2 separate regions of the Mus musculus genome follow, and region 1 is linked to region 2. The links are chromatin contacts, called in public promoter capture Hi-C maps. All regions are on one chromosome and are shown on one strand. The core of a region is the stretch at or near the end of the contact, and the rest is flanking DNA. Distances in the headings are between cores, read along the strand shown.

Region 1 (5,441 bases), core at 197-2,696, 9.3 Mb after region 2:
TACCCTCTGACTGTGGGCAAGATGCGATCAGACACCTCCTGCTCCTGCAGTCAGACCTTCCCTGCCATGAAAGACTGTACACCCTAGGACTGTAAGCCAGCACACCCTCTCCTTCCAAAAGCTGCTTCTATCAGAGCAATAAGACAAGAAACTAGTAGTACAGTAAAAATGTCTCCTTTTCTGCTTTGCTTTTTAAGAACTCACTAAAGATCTTTGACTTCTGATCCTCCTGTCTGTACCTCCAGTCTGTAGGGACTACACACATATACCACCAACCCTGTTTTTAATACAGTATTAGGGACTGAACCCAGGGCTTCACACAGCACTTTAACCTGCTGAAGCATATCCTCAGTCCAGTAAAGACGTTTCTAGGGAGGGGGAGGTGGCTCAGTCCCTAGAGTGCTTGCCTGGTAAGCATAAAGACCGGAGTGTAACACACCCCCCCACCATTTTAAAAAGGAAAAAGCTGGAAGCTGGCTAGGTGGCTCAGTGGGTAAAGTATTTGCCCTACAAGCCTGATGACATGAGTCCTATACCCAGTCATGTCAAAGAAGAAGAGAAATCATAAGCACACATATGTGTATGCATGCAAACAAATATAGTATATTATATATACTATATATAAAGCCATATAATATACATATAAAGCCACACATAATGGTATGTGCTTGTAACCCCAGTGCTGGGAGGAAGAGACTGGTAGATCCTTAGTGCTCACTGGCTACCTAGCCTAGTACACATAATAAGTTCCAGATCATTTGGCACCTGAGGACAGCACCCAATAAATCATGTCACCAAAATTCACCTTTTACATTCAATTCTCTAGTCTAGACCTTATAGTCTCGTTTCATTCATCATATTCTGAAATTATTAATGGAATTATTTCTAAATCAGTCCCTACTCAGTACATTTCTGATTCTAGCGCCCAGGGCCCACACATGTGAAGCAAATAACCAGCTGAGCTGTCTAGCCCTAGACCCATCGTTTGAGCGTCTCCAATTAGTGATGGATGCTATTGTGCGCTTCAAACTCAGAAGTTCTCATTTTCTTCCACTGTTGCTGCTGAAAATCGAACCCAGGGGCCCACAAATGTTAGCCAAGCTTTCTACCAATGACCTAGCTCTTCAGTCCTAAATTCTCTCTGATGCCCCTTTGGGAAATTTGTTTCTTACCTGCCCTGGGATTCCAGCACCCTATTTAACCCCAATCCGTAATCATTTCTCTGTCAAAAGTCCCCATCCATCAAGTCTCCCAGATTCGAATTTTGGGTTTACTCCTACTGGCAATTTACACTCTGAAAAAGAAAGTGAAAGTCCTGAACGCTAGGCTGATCTGGAAAGCTGAGGCCACGCCTTCTCCCCAGCTGGACAGTCGCAGGACATCCCTCTAAGGGGCGTAGGTCCGGTGTTCAGGAGCCGCAGCCACGGTCCCGCCCCGCCGCGCCCCACCTAACCCGGCTGCGCCTGGAGCGGAAGCACCAAGGCTGGAACGCTGGCTGCGGAGCACGGAGGAGGGGACCATCCGACACCAGGAAGGGCCAGGCGGGATCTCCGAGCAGGTGCGTGGGTACCCCAGGAGGCTGTCTGACAGCCCGAGGGTCCCCGGTAGTCTCTGGTGGTCTTGACCTTCTGAGGCCTGGCTCAGGGTCAGCGGCCCTAGGAGGGGAGTGCCAGGGGAGGGGAGGTCAATGTTGACTGCGCCATCAGACCCACTGCTGTTTTGGGAAAATAACTGCAACAGAACGCAACATTTCTTTACTTTCTGAAAGTTGAGGAAACTTTTGGTAGAAGAAAATAACTCATTGAGGTCTGGAGTTGAAATTTAGCCGAATCTGACTAAGCTCCGGGTCCTATTAAGACAAAAAATAAGTAAAAAAGATGGGGTGAGTTAATTTGCAGTTTTAGCCAAGACTGGGAATAGAGAAATTCTTAGTCTGTCTAGGCCTTACCTATGGCAGTTACAATTTATGTTAATGAAAAAGGGGAAGGCCAGGAAATCCGCCCCACGTAGATTTGTCCTTAGGTTGGATTTATGCCTCTGTCCTACTAAAGGTACTTCCGGTGCTATGGCTATTCTTGGTTGTTAAATTGACGCACCTGGAAAAAAATGAACCTCAATTGAGAAATCGCCTCCGTCAAATTGACCTCTGGGGTGTGTCTGCAGAGCATTTTCTTGATTGCTAACTGAAGGAAGAGAGCTTAGCCCACTGTAGGCACCGCTTCTGGGCAGGTGGTCCTGGATTGTATGAGGTGAGCAGAAACAGAAAGCAAGCCAGTAAACTGCGTTCTTCCTTGACCACTAATTAATCTACTCACTTTACATGCCAATCACAGCCTTTAATCCAGTCAGTTCCTTAAATTGTGCTACTGTTATGAATAGTAAGTAAAAATATCTGTGTTTCCTATAGTCTTAAACCCACTGTCAAAGGGGTCAAGATTGAGAACCACCGGCTTCCACGTTCCTGTCAGGGGTTCATGCCCTGACTTTCATGTTTGACTGTAAGCAGTGAGATGAGGTAAGGAAGAGTAACAACAGGATCAAAGCTGGGATCTGTCTCAGGGCAGCCAATAGGAAGACGGCTTGTGATGGGCTCCCCTACGACACGCTGAAAGGAAGAAACGTGGGTGTTCACTCCCTAGCGAGGCAGCCTTCTCTCTCCACTGTGCAGTTTTTTGTTTTGTTTTGTTTTTTCGAGACAGGGCTTCTCTGTATAGTCCTGGCTGCTCAAGAACTTTTTCTATAGACCAGGCTGGCCTCAAGCTCAGAGATCAGCTTGCCTCTGCCTCCTGAGTGCTGGAACCAAAGGCGTGCACCACCACCACCACCACCACCACCACCACCAGGCTCGAGTTTGATATTTAAAAGCTATTGGAAATGACTTTTTTCCCTTCAGGTCTTTTTGACACGTTTGTATTTGGTTCAGTGAAAGGATGCCTATGTTTTGTTTGTTGGTTTTTTTCTGCTACTTTTCTAAAAGTGTTTTTCAAGTCTAAGGATTTTCTGGTAGAAGCCAGTCATGGGGGCACACCCCAGTAATCCTAACACTCTGGAGGCTACAACAGGAGGATCACCATGAGTTTGAGACCTGAGCTTCACAGTGAGCTCTAGGCCAGCAGGTACAGATTGGATCTCAACATTATACCAGGCCGGTGAGGTGTAGTGGTACACACCTTCAAGCCTAAGACTCGGGTGAGAAAGAACTCTGAGATCGAGCCCAACCTGGTCTACATAGCAAGTTCTAGGCTAGCCAAGGCTAAAAAAAATGTAAAGCAAACCAAACAAATTCACTAAAACCCAGCAACACATAGTGTCTGGTGGGGTCTTTAGGATCTTTTGAGGATTGCATCGTGTCATGCAGAAATAGGGGTGAGTTGGCCGTTCCCTTTCCCATGTCTGTTTCTCTTATTTTCTCTCTTACTAGTCCAGTAAGACTTCTAGCACCATATTCAAAAGAGTGGAGAATGGCCACCCTTGTCTCCTTTCTAACTTTAGAGGAAATTCCCCATGTAGTGTGATGTTGGCTACAGGCTTGCCGTATTTAGCTCTTAAAACATTGAGGTATGCATTTCTTCTGTCTCTAGTTCTGCAGGGGCTTTGTCATGAAGGATGTTGGACTTTGCCAAAGGCCTTTAATGTGTCTACAGATGTGGTCATGTGATTTTTGTCATTACATCTCTTCAGCCCTTGTACTATATTCATAGGTGTGGATGTGTTGAGCCAATCTTACATTCCTGAGATGAAACTAACTTTATCACAGTGTTCTTGAAATGGATTTACAATATTCTTTAGAAATTTAGTGGTTGTTGGAGAATTTGGGCTGTTGTGTCCTCTCTGGTTTGCTGTGCTGTGGCTTTGTAGGATAAGTGTGGTAGTGTCCCTTCCCTTTCTACTTTGTAGAGCATTCTGAGAAGTGCTGGTGTCGCCTTCCTCTTAACAGCATGGGAGAATATGGGAGAATATGGCTGTGAACCATCCCATACTGTGTGAGACTTAGTGGGCACATTTTATTACTATTTCAACTTAACTGCCTATTGCATCTGCTTACATTGTTTATGTCTTCTTGATTTAATTCTGGTCAGTTAAGTAGATCTCGGAATGTATTCATTTCTTCCAGATTTTCTAGGGACTGTTTTGTTTTGTTGTAATACAAGTTAAAGTATTGCCTAAGATGCTCTGTATTTTATTTCAAGATATTATACTATCCCGTTTCCATCTCCAATTTCTTAACTTGGTGCTTTCTATCCATATCTATCTACCTACATCTCTATGTCTGTCTGTCTGTCTGTCTCCATTCTCTCTCTATGGCCTTATGTAACCCAGGCTGGTCTCAGATTTACTATATAGCTGAGGATAACCCTGACCATCTGACCCCTCTACCTCCACCGTAGACATGCGCCACCATGACCAGTTTTAGCTGACACTGAGGGGCAAGCCCAGCACTCTGCTAAGCACTCTGCAAACAGAGTGACACCTCAGCCCCTCTCTCTTCACCTTGGTCGTCTTGACTAGGCCTTTGTCAGTCTTGCTTATCTTGTCCGAGAACCAGCTTTTTGGTTGGCTGTTCCCATGTCTTGCTCCTTTACCTCCATTTCATTCACTTCTGCTCCACTACTGTTTTTGCTTTCAGATTTTTCTTGCTTTTCTAAGAAGTTGGGGGTAAGTCGTTAGGTGTTTAAACTTCAGATTGCACTGACTTCTTCTTTTTCTTTTATTAAACATATTTTAAAAAAATATTTATGTATATGGGTACTTTGTCTGCATGTACGTCTGCCTGCACACCAGAAGACAGTATCACACAGCGCTGGCTTACTGGCCATGGACTGCCTTGTGTTGTGCTTTTCTTAAAGTGCCCTTATTTCACAATCAAATTTAAAGCATACTTGCTGGATACAATAATCCTGGTTAGTTATGTACTTTCAGCAATTACTGTGCAATCTGTCCTTTCCAGGCTTTTACTGGATGATGAGGGCCCGAGGCGACGTCACTCCATGTCTCTGTAGGCCAGTTGGTCCTCTCCCTGACATTCCATTCCATTCTTCCCGTGCCCTTTTGACCTCTTACCTAGCCCACGTCACGGAAAGTACCCTCAGCAGCCTTGTCTGTCTGTAATTCTAAGTGCCTCTTGTACTTGGCTGTCTGTTTTCTTTCTCTAGATCTGGGGGATTTTCTGTTACAAGTGAACTTTCTAGACAATAAAACAGTAAAAACACTAAGAACGTCTAACAGTGGAGGAACGTGTGGAGAAAGAAAGAAAAGCTGAGCGTAGTAGTTCACACCTGTAATCCCAGCACTCGGGAAGGTATGCAATCTCATGAGTTCAAGGCCAGCCTGGGGTAGAGAATGAGAAATGAAAAATAAAAAAATTAAAAAAAAAAACAACAAGGAAGACAAAAAAGATTTTGCTCATGATGACAAAAACAACTATAAATAAAACTAGATGA
Region 2 (5,617 bases), core at 1,200-3,699:
AATCAAATCTAAGCTATCAGACTTAGGAGTCATGATGTAAAACTCAAGAAAGTTTATTTAAATTATGCTGGCTTTGCTAGAATTGGATACATTTGTATGAGCCGAGTATGAAATATATACACTTGAATATCAGAGTTTAATGATTTCACAAAGCTATGTTGTCAATCATGGTGTGTAACCCATACTGTTTCTTTTCACTTTCTAATCTTGACAAATATTTCTGTAGGTTTAAAATTTTTGATCTAAATAAATTTTCGCTTAATATATTAAATCCAAAAGCTTTGTCGTTTTTAAAGATTTGTGTGCATGTGTTAAATTCAGGAGCATACCATGATACACTTTCGAAAGCCAAAGGACAACTTTTTGAGGGCTAATTGTCTTGTGGCTTGACTTTGAGGCTTAGCCTCTCAGCCTCCAGCTGTAGGCATGCTGAAGTTCCAGCTGCTAGCCACAGTGCCTAGGTTTTCACATGGTTTTCAGTGAGCAAACTCAGGGAGTGAGGAGTTTTTGGCAAGGACCTTTACCTGCTAATCCAAAACCTTGGCCCCAGCCTTGTGGTTGTGTTTTTCATTCTTAGTATTGGGAGCTGGAGGGTGGGGGAGGATGGGAATTAGCAGGTGTGAGGTCAAAGGACAAAGTGTGGAGTTACTTATCTTTTACCTTCATTCTAAGGGTCAAACTCCGATTGTCAAACTTGTACAGCAGGCACTTTAACCTGCTGAGACGTGATTCCAGCCAGTGGTTTGGTTTTTTAAGCTTTCCTACCTTGGAATGAAAGTGAGGACATGACCACTTTTTGGTATGGTTGAGAAGAGAGGTTTTACTGTAGATATGAGGGAGAGAACAGCCAGTGGCAACTGGAAGAGTCAGACTGAACAGGGTCGTGGCGGGTGGGGAATAAGGGTGGGGTGGGGTGGGGTGGGGTAGGGTGGGGGGGTTGGAGATAAAGAGACCTGACAAGAGAAACCAGATTAGGAGAACACTCAGTGGAAATGAAGTCATAGAGGTTAGAGGTTAGATAGGTTTACTGTAGCGGGTGGGGTGAGAAGTGCTGGGGAGGCCACTTACTTGTCTAGGGTTTCTTTGGGACCTGACATACATCAGAAGTCTGGGAAGGAAAAAAAAAAATGAAAAAAATTTTTTTGTTTTGTTTGTTTTCGAGACAGGGTTTCTCTGTGTATCCCTGGCTGTCCTGGAACTCACTTTGTAGACCAAGCTGGCCTCAAACTCAGAAATCTGTCTGCCTCTGCCTCTCAAGTGCTGGGATTAAAGGTGTGCGCCACCACGACCGGCTGAAAATCTGTATGTAGATTTAGATTTTGCTTTCTGGTATGTCAGTTTTGAGTCTCCCAGAAACAGAGGCCAGTCTCAAAAACCCAACACCTCTCATCTTACAGCAGTGGCTTATCAACCTTCCTAATACTGTGACTCTTTAATACCATTCCTCATGTTGTGGTAACCCCCAACCAGAAAATTAGTTCATGGCTACTTCATAACTGTATTTTTGCTACTGTTATAAATAATGTAAATATCTGATATTCGACCCCTATGAAAGAGTCGACGCCCAAAGGGTTCATAAACCACAGGTTGAGGCCACTATTCTTAATTTAAAACTTAAAGGGAATCAGAGATAGCTTATTCTGGACCCATTTTTGAATGATGATGGCACCAAAACACAAATTTAGGTTACCTCAAATTCCATGTCCCAACATGGAACCAGTATCACGAGGTTTTTAGTTTTACAGAACAGAGAACGCTATAAATCAAGGCAAAGTTTAAAACACACTGGTGGATGGATACATTGGAGGGTACATCAAGATAGAGGAAGCTTTTCTATACATCTAAGACATTATCCGATGACATTCTTAGCTTTTGGATTGGCAGAGGCTAGTTGCCTGTTAATAGACCTAAAAGGTTTTTAATCTTATTGCCACAAGATATTAGTTTTGACACAGAGGTGGCTATTCTGGAGGGCTAGCACTAGCCCAAGATAAGGTAATTAGCCCCTGGACCTGCAACATTCCAATCTTTCCACAGTACTGAAATTCCAACTTATACAACTCAGTCTCTGCAGACATATGCTTTTAAAAGTTTTCATTCGCAAGACCTTTAGAAAGACTTCCCTTTTCCCTCATCTCTTTACCCTCGATTTTAACAGGACTACTGACAGCCAGCTTGGAGCCTGTCTACAAAAACCTCTAAACACAGAGAATCCAAACTCCGCTTTCAGTCCCTGGGTTGCGGTGAGCATCACCGGCCAGGGGGTTTCCTTTGGGTCTTTTGGACTCAGGAAGCAGGGAAACCTTCCCGCGCTCCACCCAGAGGGAAACAGCCCAGGCTCCCGGAGCCACGCGGCCCTGCCTGCAGTTTCGTGGGCGGCCGGCTGGAGGCGCAGTGCAAGCTGGGCGGGGCGGGCGGAAATAACGGGCGGCCAGGTCGGCCTCCCCGCTTCCTTTTCCGGTGCCAGGAGGAGCCGTGTCGCTGTCGTCTCGGTCCATCAGGCCTTCAGCGGGTCTCCATTGCCCGTCTCTCTGGACTCACCGCCGCCACTGTGCCGCGCCTAGGACTCGGATCCTGCCGGGTGAGTCCGCTTGGGCGCCTGCGGCGGGGCGCGAGGCTGGCGGGAGACGATGCGAAGACGCGGGGTCCCGGGGGGCCTGGCGGCTCTAGAGCTTTCGATGGGGAGGGTCCCCCGGGAACCAGGCGACCGAGGGATCTAATGTCGCGCCCGTCGGGTTCCGGGGCGCCCACGTCATGCCAGGCTTGGGCGGGGGCGGGCGGGGGGTGAGGGGTTAGGCGGGAGCGGGCGACCCTCCCCCACATCCGCCTGCGTGACCGGCTGGGGGCTGGTTCGCTCCGGTTGATCCCGGATTCCCTTTGTTCCCTTAACCCTAAAGGGCAGCTTGTTTGTCCCCCACACCCCCCCCCCGTCCCCTTGCCCCTCCACCGGTATCCCAGCCACTAATTTCTAATAAAAACGACAGTGGAGGAGACCCGAATCCTTACAGCAAGGTCTGGCGCCTGATAATTCTGTGTGACAAGCTTCTCGCTGATCGTAATTACCCATTCTTTAAATGACTACGGGGGACAGAAGGTGCCATGGGCTGAGTGAGTGACGTTCTCCTTTGAGCTAGCTAGAACGCTTGAACCATTTTTTTTCCTCCCTGCCATGAAAACTGAAAGTAATGTTTTCACGAATCCTAAAGTTGAAGTATCTAAACCAGACCCCACCGTAGATGTGTAACAGCCTACTACAGAAACACACACGTGTTGCCCCCTCCCCCATGTGCGAAAGGCCTGTTTGGAGGCCAAACCCTCAGAAGCTGGAGTCGCCCTCGGAAGTCTTTGTTAGTGGCGCTCCTTGGGTGGGGAGGAGGGCAGTTTTTAGTCGTGGAGTATTGGAGCCACTCTCTAGAACACTTCCCTTCAAAAACTTTTTCCTGCAGCTGCCGAGGTTGGAATGTTCTTTTTGATTACAGAAGGAATCGGTGTCATCTTCATTCTCCCTACAGAGGTTGAGCGTTGGGCTCAGGAACCTTAGGAATTCAGCAATCTTGAGATTCTGTGACTGTTAACTATAGAGGAGCCCTAGACTCGGGGACTGTTAATTAGTAATATTTGCACAGGGTGAGCCTGTAGATAAGTGCTAGCCCGGCTTGCTACAAGGTCCTAAATTCAAGTCCCAAAACTTTAGGGAAGGAAAGAAAAAAATTCAGCAGTTGTAACTATTCAGACTATAGCGGGGAGTGGGTGGAAAATGAAATGGATAAATAATGTCGGGTCAGCTTTTGCCACCAAATAAGTTTGTGCAGTACTTAGGAAATTGCTTTTTTTTTTTTAGTTGCTCTCTGCTTTGAAAATAGACAAAGGTTTGTGGCCATATTGTATCGGTTGTAAAAGCTAACATTTGTTGAGTTTTTTGCTCAGTGCCAGGCAGTGACTTAAGAGATTTATTTACAGATTAGTATAATAAGCCTCAGCAAATCTCTGGAAAATACCCATTTACTGCCATGTATGGGACTCAGAGAACTGGATTTGACCATAGGCCAGGCAGGCAGTCTACTCTGGTGGCTTTTTTGTTCTGTGTTTAAGTGAGAAGGAGAAGATGGGGCTGCAGTGTGGAGAGAGATGGCTCAGGTTGAACACATGCACTATTCTCGCAGGGGACTGGAGTTCTGTCCCAGCATTCACAGCCACGTATAACTCCAGGACATTAAGCACTTCTAGCCTTCTGGGGAACCTCCATGGAAGTGAACAACCCCGTGTATAGTTTTTAAAATGTTAAGAATGGCAGGAAGAGAGAATTGGACATTTGTTGCTATTTTCCAGTTTTAGTCACTGGGTCAGATGAAGTCCTGTTTAGTTCCTGTATAGCATGACAGCCCATTCTAACTTCATGAAGAAACTGAGGTTGACTCAGTCAAGTAAGCTGTAAAGCTATTTAGCACTCTTGTCCAAAACCCTCTGCTAAAACGTCTTACTGCTTTCTGGTATTCCAGCCAATTTGAACTGCATCTGCTTTCCCCCAGACTGGTCTTCCTCTGGTTTTATACAAACTGTTCTTACCCCGGAGCCTGTCTTTAACCTAATACTCTAGCTTTTATTCCAGACTGCAGAGATACCACTTCTCAGGAATGTCTATGCCATGCCACTAATTACTCTAAAGCTTGGGTTCCAATTAATAGGAATACATTATAAGAGCTCCTACTATGATGTTCAAAACATTCCAAGCTTTTTTACTTACCCAGTTATAAAATGGAATATAATCTGATAAATTACCCAGTACTGATCCAGAATCTGCTTTCAATATAATATATACTAATGTAATGCCCAAAATTAACCTGTAAGCCTCACCCTTCCAAGAACCAGGTAACTTCCAGAATGCTAAGAGTTGTAGTTCTTGGAAAACAATAAAATCTTGTGGGAAAGTATGGGGGCCAGTGAGTTTTGTCCAGAAAAGCCCCTCCAACATGTGTTTCCAGGCCACCCAGCTGGAGGTGCCAGTTAGTGGTCCTGGCCAAAGTCCATCTCTTGGTCAGTATTTAATATCTAATAAAGCTTCCTTCAAATTTGGCCCAAAATGGTGGAATTGGTTTTTCTCTGGTAAATCTCAGAATTAACACTGTCACACTCACCCATACAAAAATCATAGAAGTCCTGATTTTCCTTGATTTCTCTGAATTTATTTATCCATATGGTCTCACTGCCTGTGTCTTTAGATTCTTGAACTTCAGCTGGTGGTGGGGTATCGAGGAGGCACGGCTTTTACAAGATTGTTAAGAGCCTTGCTTTTGTCCAGAAGGTTTAATGTTCGTGTTTAAATATGGGGTCTTATATTATTTGGTCTCCAGTCAAAGTTTGGTGGCCTTTCCCTCTAACGCACTGCTTGCCAGTTGTCATAATAACTCAATGGACGTTTCCCCTCCTTACACTCGGAATGAGGATGATTTCCGTAAAGACCATGAAATCTGCTGACAGGTATTTTTCTCTTCTAGTGACTAGTTTTTAAATAGTAACGGAAAGTTGTTTAAAGTTTGTAATTGTGCAAAAAGAAAAAAGGTGTGTGTGTGTGTGTGTGTGTGTGTGTGTGTGTGTGTGTGTGTGTGTGCTTGAGTCT

The links. Promoter capture Hi-C pulls out the DNA fragments that hold promoters and counts their contacts.
Region 1: a contact with region 2 is called in a promoter capture Hi-C map of pre-B cells, with 6 times the contacts expected there. The contact joins the promoter of Parp4 here to the promoter of Mapk1ip1l in region 2. A contact is called at or near these places in 3 of 39 promoter capture datasets (cranial neural crest, liver and pre-B cells).

Annotation. Positions count from the first base shown.
Region 1 is chr14:56,574,173-56,579,613 of GRCm38.p6, forward strand. It overlaps Parp4 (poly (ADP-ribose) polymerase family, member 4), which reads left to right and starts at 1,447. Exons shown (of 35, transcript NM_001145978.2): 1 at 1,447-1,558. It also overlaps a transcript of Cenpj not described here.
Region 2 is chr14:47,295,825-47,301,441 of GRCm38.p6, forward strand. Mapk1ip1l (mitogen-activated protein kinase 1 interacting protein 1-like) reads left to right here and starts at 2,450. Exons shown (of 4, transcript NM_178684.6): 1 at 2,450-2,581. Gm35078 reads left to right here and starts at 718. Exons shown (of 2, transcript XM_006519856.4): 1 at 718-799; 2 at 2,159-2,581. The coding sequence starts at 786. The coding sequence ends at 2,564. It overlaps Socs4 (suppressor of cytokine signaling 4), which reads left to right. Exons shown (of 2, transcript NM_080843.3): 2 at 1-278.